Regions from separate parts of the Hordeum vulgare genome. Here region 2 is linked to region 1. The links are chromatin contacts, called in public HiChIP or PLAC-seq maps. All regions are on one chromosome and are shown on one strand. The core of a region is the stretch at or near the end of the contact, and the rest is flanking DNA. Distances in the headings are between cores, read along the strand shown. Region 1 holds the start of LOC123444670 (transcription factor GAMYB). Region 2 holds the start of LOC123440396 (NDR1/HIN1-like protein 13).

Evidence for each region. HiChIP or PLAC-seq counts read pairs in DNA pulled down with a chosen protein or histone mark.
Region 2: an H3K4me3 HiChIP or PLAC-seq map of embryo shows a contact between it and region 1, with 9 times the contacts expected there. The contact joins the promoter of LOC123440396 here to the promoter of LOC123444670 in region 1. A contact is called at or near these places in 1 of 6 Hi-C or Micro-C datasets (seedling) and 1 of 1 datasets of contacts at active chromatin or transcription factors (embryo).

The regions. Positions count from the first base shown.
Region 1 is chr3H:522,320,535-522,324,690 of MorexV3_pseudomolecules_assembly, reverse strand. It overlaps LOC123444670 (transcription factor GAMYB), which reads right to left and starts at 1,889. Exons shown (of 4, transcript XM_045121462.1): 1 at 1,612-1,889; 2 at 644-1,036. The coding sequence starts at 1,018.
Region 2 is chr3H:522,824,637-522,828,792 of MorexV3_pseudomolecules_assembly, reverse strand. It overlaps LOC123440396 (NDR1/HIN1-like protein 13), which reads right to left and starts at 2,244. Exons shown (of 2, transcript XM_045116967.1): 1 at 2,148-2,244; 2 at 883-1,954. The coding sequence starts at 1,915. The coding sequence ends at 1,037.

The DNA.
Region 1 (4,156 bases), core at 640-3,139:
ATTCCATACAGGATTAGTAGCTCTAGATTGTCAACAAAAACAACACTACTTGGTCACACTGAAATAGCCCCTAGCTAATACTAATAGTCAATTTGTCAACATAGATGCCAGAGTAGCAAGCGACCCCTTGATGGCAGTCAAGGTCAAAAATGGACTACCTATTTAAGGCATACATATGTAGCCGTCAATTTTTAACCTTTTAGAAGTCAGGCCAACTAGCTTTCAGTAACAAGAATAGCAGAGCTGAACACAGTACTATGTGCCAGCTTAAAGCTTTAGTTTGATTATTACTTTCTGAAAAGCACTAGTAGATAATCATCTAAGTTAATCTTTCGTCCAGAACAACAACAACAACAGTAAGCAACAGGAAGTGGAACAAATATTAACACAGTTCCAACATACAGTATAAATCAAACAGAACAATTCATTACTATGTACTCTACTACATAAAAAAAAAATAGAGAGTCTTCAGGACAATAATAAATCTATAGAAATCGGTAGCTTTCAACCCCATGTGACCATGACGTAAGAGGAAATCATGCAAGGCTCAAGAACAGCACACAAAGAGCATGACTTGCTACTGGTAAACATCTAGTACTAGTACATGGAGTAAAGCAGTGAATCAGCGTGGCATCGCACTTACATGAGCGGCCATCCGAGCCCACTTGTTGCCCATCTTGGAGTGGAGCTGGATGATGAGCCTCTCCTCCTCGGGGGTGAAGGCCCCCTTCTTGAGGTTGGGCCTGAGGTGGTTCGCCCACCGGAGGCGGCAGCTCTTGCCGCACCGGAACAGCCCGGTGTTCTTCTGCACCGCGTTCCAGTTCCCCTCGCCGTGCTTCTTCACGTAGTCCACCAGGATGGCGTCCTCCGCGGACGTCCAGGGCCCCTTCTTCAGAGGCGGCCCGCCGCCCCTGTGAGGCGACCCTCCGCCGCTGCTGCCGTCGTCGCCCACCGGCGAGTCCATCTGGTCCTCCTGGTGCATCATCTCGCAGTCGCTCTCGCTCTTCACCCGGTACATCTCTCCGTCGATCGTGCCCTGAATTACCCCAGAAACAAAGAAAAAGAAAGAATTTTTTGTTAGATTACGAATTGACCACAACTAGTACCTTTTTTGTGGAGAAAATCGAGTTCTACCACTGCTCGAATCACACAGGACTGTTGGAATTATGCAATCAAACAGCACCAGAAGCCGATCAAACTTGTTTAGAAAATCACGAGAACAAAGCATGTATTTATTACGCGGCAACTCAAGAACCAGGAGAAGCCACCAGACTGGAATCACTTCCTTCCCAAATTCAGCAGGGCAGGGGCATTTAATACCCGGTTAAGAATTGAATTGAACATGTTTGAGCTCAAGCACAGCAGTTTTAGCCAAGGATTTAGGTGGGAAAAAGAGGAAAGGGTGTCCTCGCAATCGACAGATCAAACCACTAGACAAGCGGACAAAAAGGCGTAAACACCACTCCTCGTGCCCCCAGAATGGAAAATTCCCACGGGGCCGAAGAAAGAAAAAAGGCCAAGCACGCAATTCCAGCACCCGAGCAGACACGGATCAGCATCCCCGCGCCCACCCGAAAGGAACCCGGAATTCTGCGGGGAGAGGGGGGCTACCTGGCCGAATCTCGCTGCCGGCGGGTCGATCAGCTCGGGCTCCGGGGGCTGAGCTGGGGCGGAGCTGAGCTGCAGCTCCTCCTCCTCCTCGTCCCGGCTCGGCGGCGGGTCAGGGGAGTGGGGACAGGGGAGGAGGATCTCTTTCTCTCTCTCTCTCTCTGCCCTCAGCGGGATGCCGGCACCACTTGGGCACCAGTATGCGGAGAATTTTCAGGGAGGGAGAGAGAGTTTTGAGGGAGGAGGGAGAGGGAGGGGGAGGGTGCCTGCGGGAGTGGGGAGATTTGTGGGGGATTATAAAGCTGAAAGGTACAGGGAGCAACGCTATTGGGCACGCCCGCATGGCCGCCTATTTTCTCTCTCTCTCTCTCTCTCTCTCTCTCTCAGGCTAGAGAGAGAGAGAGGCCCTGTATTTTCGGCTCATCTCGCTTCAATTGCATGACTGCAATCTTTTATCTCTTCACATTCATTTATTATCTACTAGTGCAGTAGGAGTATATCTGATACTTGAGTATCTAAAAAACAGGTGAGATAAACCACTAAATGAAGTAAATATTGGGCACTAATACAAACTTAATTTTCACGTATAGATCTTACAAAAGAGGTGGAGTATAAAGTTGTGACTCCCGGATAAACAGTAAAATGGTAAAAAAAAAACTTAATTTTCTTACAACATATCTATGTGTGTCCATTTTTTGCGTGTGAAGTTAGACGAATAAACGACTTATGTTGTGATGTGAAAAAACAAACAAAATTTGATTTTAGTACGTGCCGCATGTTCTCTCCATGGATATTACATACATCCAAAATAAGGGCACGAAGAAATGCATGTCAATTTTCTTTTCCGTTTTTTATGTCAGTAAAATCATTTCGAACATACACGAAGCATAGTCTCGCGAAAAGCCATTTCCGAACATCCACTCACAAAATTCGTAGTGTAATCTCTCAGAAAAGACATTTTTCTAAAGTATTTATGCACTCAACAAATATGTTTTCTTAGCGTAATTGTCGAAGGAGACCACTACCACTTTGCATGCGACGTCAATAGCGCCTACCTACGCAGTCTTTGTTTTCTGTAGTAAGTAAGTATACGTCGAGAGAACAGTGGATGAGAAGAAGGCCATTTGTTACCGGGTGTTCTGTGGTTGGTTTGCAAGAAAGAGACGCGGCCGGTGGTAGAGACAAGGTAGTACATGGATGTAACTAGACACAAAAACTAGGCCCAACTTGGGTTAAAACTTAGTAAAAGCTAGAGATGCATTGCCATCTTGGGTATCTCCGTGCATCTCCCGCTTACTGTTTATGTATGGGATCCGATTCCGCCACCGCTTTCGTCTTATTTGTCAGCTCTAGCTCTTTTACCCTCCCTCCTTCCAGCTCTTTGCCTGTGAGTAATCTAATCCAATTTTCTAATCCCCACTTTCTCTCTCTAAACCTGCAAGCATATTCCAGCAGTTTGTCCCTATTGTCCTGCGCGATCATGGTACAGAACGTTAAAGAAATTTAAAGTGGACAAGTCACCATCGCGAATTAATTGTTAAATTATACCGGCGTACTGCCGTGATCCGAGTATGATTAATTAACTGGCCTGTGAACAAGAATATGCAGTTCTCAGTGGACGACAAGTCAAGAATCAAGCTATGCATGCATGCGGTGCAATTAAAGTAAATAGAGCTTTGGTTCACTGGTTGAACATGGGGTTGAATGACTTAAGAGCATCTCTAACATCACGTCGACGAAGTGCATCGGCGGCGCTAGCCACAGCGCGTATTCGCGTTCGGTGTCGGGAAAGTTGAGGTCCCGCCGCGGTCGGCCGAATCGTATCGCCGCCGCGTCGTACGCGCGTGCGGCGAGCTCGGCGGAGTCGAATGTCCCTATCCACCACGGAACTCTGTCAGCGGTGATCTCCGCCGCGAATCGGCCGGAGGGGCGCTCCCGCACGCCAAAGAAGCCGGAGCTCGGGCGGCGGCGCGGTGCCATGGCGGAAAAGGGGGAACGGCGGCGGCGGGGGGCGATTGGGGGCAGGGGCGGCGATTGGGGGGAGGGGAACGGCGGCGGGTGGTTGGCGCGGCGGGAGGTGGACGGGCGGCGGTGAATTTGGTGCGGCAGCGCGCGGCTGGGGTGAGGATTTATTGGTGCGCGGCGGGGCGGGAAGCTTCCGGTGATAGCTGGACGCGCGCTCGCGTGGCTAAAAAATATGGGGAGTTGGCTAGCTGCCCCATATTTACAACACTTGGGCAAAGTATAGATCACTGCCCTAAATTTTTTTGGCCAAATGCCCAAGATAGGGCAGCTGTTGGAGACCGTTTTTTGCCCTATATGACAGGTTTTTTGCAACACTGCACTATATAGGGCAGCTGTTAGAGATGCTCTAACGACCCGAATTTAATTTCTAGAATTGAGAGATGATGCATAGAAGTTTTTTCTTATTTATTGAGAATCAAATTTAATGTGTGATGCAACCACTCATCACAAAATATCTTGATACTCATTTTAAAAAATTCTAAAAACCATGTTTATCTGGGTACTCATACTAAAATGGTTGTAT
Region 2 (4,156 bases), core at 995-3,494, 500 kb before region 1:
AGTATATCATCGATCGAACGAGATGTTTTCCTTGGTGGACTTCGGATAAACTAAAAGGGATGAAAATTAGTTCAAGTTCATGGAGCTGCACTAAATGTCTTGAGAGCTAGAAACGGGTATCCAATCCAAACAGAAGTATGCATATCAGATTCTGACAATTTCTCTGATATGGTTTTCATGCTCAGCCGGCCAAGACGTGAAGGGCACTACACTTAGTCGCTGGGAGCTCACAACATTCTTTTCAACACGCCAGTTAGTCCTTTTTACACACCAGTTAGTTGATCAGATGACAAAGATAACATCAGAAGAACAGCCCCTATCCTAATCATCGTCGAGCTACATATTGTCGAAGATTGTCGTGCTAGAGTGCCGATTTAATTTGACATACACCCTAATGTATGTTCAAAACCACTTTCGAAATGGATCTGAACGATTCTTCAGAGTTCAGAAGTGCTTGAACTGCACATATCTAACCTGCAAGTCTGATGAGAATTTTGAGTTACTTCCCCTGAACTTGTGGTATTGAATGTTCAATTTTGTCATGGGACTTGTGTGTGAACCTTCACAGCCCAATTGACTGCAAAAGCATAAATGACCTCGTGTAAAATGGAGTACATCCAAGATTGCTTGGAACTATGAATCTTCATGCATTCCATATTCAGAACCATATGTAGTTGCTACTGTTCCAAAATAAAATGTATAGTTTCTACTGAAAACCATATGACCAAACCTATACGTACCAGGTTTCTGTTTTCTGTGAGCAGCTCTTCAGACTGTTAACACAACAGGAACCAGCGCACCAACACCATTTTCTTTCAGTCTTTCTTGAGAAGAGAGGTTGAACATCTTAACTGCAGCACAATTTTGCGGCAGAACATGCTCTCGACGGACAAAAGAATTAACATTGCTCGATCAAACCAACATTACAAATTGAAGAGGAGTTAAAAACATCACGGAAGCAGCACGAATCCTTTGCTGCTACCCGCAAGAACTGCTCTCCTAATCGGCCAGTAACCATTTTTTTCTTGCTTCGGCGTCAGTTCCTCCAGAACAGGAAGGGCACCTTCACGTCGCACGACCTGGACACCACCTTGGCGCTGGCGGCGAGCCTGTCCACCGCCATGGCGCACCGCACCGTCACCGGCAGGGCCCACGTCCTCACGCCGCCGAGCTGCAGCCGCACGGGCACGGTGATGTCCACGTCGAACGGCACCGACTTGAGCCGCTCCGCCGCGGCCATCTGCCCGCGCTCGCGCTCCGAGAACCGTATCCCGGCGCCCTTGGCCCTCGCCACGAACACCGTCACGTTCCCGGGCGCCTGGTAGAAGGCCGGCCACGCGCCGTCCGCCAGGCTCACGCCCTCGTACGACACGGCGACGCGGCTCCCGGCGCTCTCGTAGTGCACGCCGACCTTGCCGTTGGCGCTGTTGTCGGCGCGGACGGTCGCGGCGAACCCCGGCGAGATCGCGCCGGGGGCCGAGGCGTTGCCGACGCCGGCGAGGCCCGACACGGCGAGGGACACGACCGAGTACGCCGGCTGCCTGGGCTTGAACGCGAGGTACACGGCCCCGACGGCGGCGGCGAGGAGGACGGCGAGGGAGAGGAGTGCGACGGCGAGGTAGAGGCACGCGCGGAGGCAGGAGCAGCCGGCGCGGCGCTTGGCGCGGCGGGTGTAGTGCTGGAAGAGGCGCGCGTTCTCCGGCGGCGGCACGCGGAAGACCTTGTCCTTGGGCACCTGCACCACGTACGTGCCGGGCTGCGGCGGCGGCGGCTTTTGGGGCGGCGGCGGCGGGATGGGCTTCTCGAAGTGGAAGCTGTAGAGCGGGCTGGAGGAGGGGTCGGAGGAGGAGTATGCGTACTCGCCGGAGAAGTCGGAGCTGGTGGCCGCCGGGTGGACGCGGCCGTCGTTCATCATCGGCCGCTCCTGCTCCTCACGGCGCGCGTGCGAATCAATCTGCAACATCAGCATCGTTGGCGCGACACTGTCAGTTTCTGTTGATGTGCTTTGGCACATTCCAAACTGGTAAGGCATGCATCGATCGCCACATTCACAATAATCGACAAACGTATCAAAAGTGCGAACAAAATCAGGCCAAGAACCACAACCGCGGCGGACCGGGCCGGAGATCGGGATGACGGCGACGCACCTTGTATGGCTGCCTGTGGTCGCCGGCGTTGTTTCTCCCTTGTTGCGGAGGAAGGAGGAGGAAACGTGCTGGGAGGTAATGACGGGAGAGAGAGAGAGAGAGAGAGAGACGAGGAGGGTCGGTGGCGAAGGCGGTTATATAGAGCGCGGCCGGCGGGTTTGTGAAGGCCGGCTGCTTGCTGTCGAAGGAGGGGGGCGGCGGACTGGACTGGACTGGAAACCGCGTGGCGGTCGCGGCTGCGGGTTTATGGAAGGTTTTGATTGACGTGGGAACAAAGGTGTGGAATCCATACTGGACTCACCGCATGCATGGCAAGGCATGCTGGCAAACGCAAACAGACAGCTGGGTCCATCGGCGTCCGGTGAATAGGGGTAGTTCGAGGGGACACGCATCGCATGGTGAACCCGGACCCAGAGGGGACACGCACCGCATGCATGGCAAGGCATGGAGTATCGTCACAACATGCACACACATTTCGCTTCGCTGTGCCAACGCGTCGTGTGTTGTATGCATTTCATGGTGACCAGAGCAGGCCGGCGGCGAGAACTGAGCCTAGCTTGGATGTTTGTGCTCAAAATCATCTTGTTCAATTTTTAAACTTGATATTTGCATCCGTCTTTCCGGACTGTACACCGGATATAACTTCATGAATCTTAAGGTGATGTATTGGATGTGTTTGAAAAAAAAGGCAGGCGGGCTTTCGGAGCGGCGGCAGCTGTTTCGCAATTGACAGCTAGCTCATGGCACGCGGCTGGGTGCAGTCGTGCACTGCACACGGGTGGGGCAGGCGGCGAGAACCAGCAGAGGCGGCGCGGGAGGGCACGCACACAGGTAGGCAACGCGACCCACGTGAATTAGCAGCAGCTTGGTCCAAAACGTCACGTCAGCTACAAGCTCTTGGAGCCGAAAATTAATTAATAGTGCTACTGGTGTAGTGCATAATCCAATATTTACGCAGTCAGTGGATAGATCAATAGAGTATCGTGGTCAGGAAGGCTCGTACCATGATGGTCCATGACCGAGTGATGCGTGCCCACGCTCGATCGCGCTGCCGGCGAGGCCGCGCCGCGTCTTCCTCATAGTCGTGCGTGGTACTACTCCACTGCTGCTAATTGAGAGACGAAACCAGTTTGCTCTTGTCCCAAGCCTAGTAGCCTACGAGAGATCGATTTTTGTTTAGGCTGGTCAAAATAGTGGGGGAGTAACTTAATATACTACTGTACTAGTCTATATTAACTGACGAGTCCTTCTTTGTAATTAACTTCAGTTTTCTATTTTTAATTACTAATTATCTAATTAACTTTTGGCATGGATCGCCAGAGCAACTCCATATTACCGACCCAAATAAACAGCGTTTTTGTTCGTTTTTTGTCCGTTTGGATCAACCGTCCACTCAACGCTCGTCCTATTTAAAATTTGGATCGATCAAACGTCGAACACGTTGATCCATTTTCGTCCGCTTAGTCGGTAAGCATCCATTTTGAATCGAATTTGAATATTATTTTTATATCAAATGCAACATACATTTTTACCAATTCTTCGCTACGAATATAATGTCTAAAAAACAAGAAACGCAATTAGATATTTTAAAAGATGTCCAACTTTTTTAACTGCTCCTACTAGTTGGATTAGGACTAAGATCTTCTCTATGTCTTCGTTGTTGATACGTGGATTCTTGAACACAACGTCTTTTTTCTTCGATTGTAAGGAATTAGACGTTGCTTCCCCTTTGGTCTTCTTTTAGTCTTATCTATACCTTCAATTCTAGATAAAAGTGCACGGACATCTAGCAATTTTTGTGAGATCAATAGATCAATGTATTTTCTTCCCGATACCAAAAATTGCATCCATCCTACACACAATATTAAGCAAATATAAGCTACCGAAATCGCATCAAGCAAAGAGCAAATGGCCGAACAAAAATCGTACCCCATCGTTTTTGCACTTCACGGACACCCAACCGGGATGTTCCGTCATCCAAGAAACGTGTTGGACAACTTGCAGCGAGC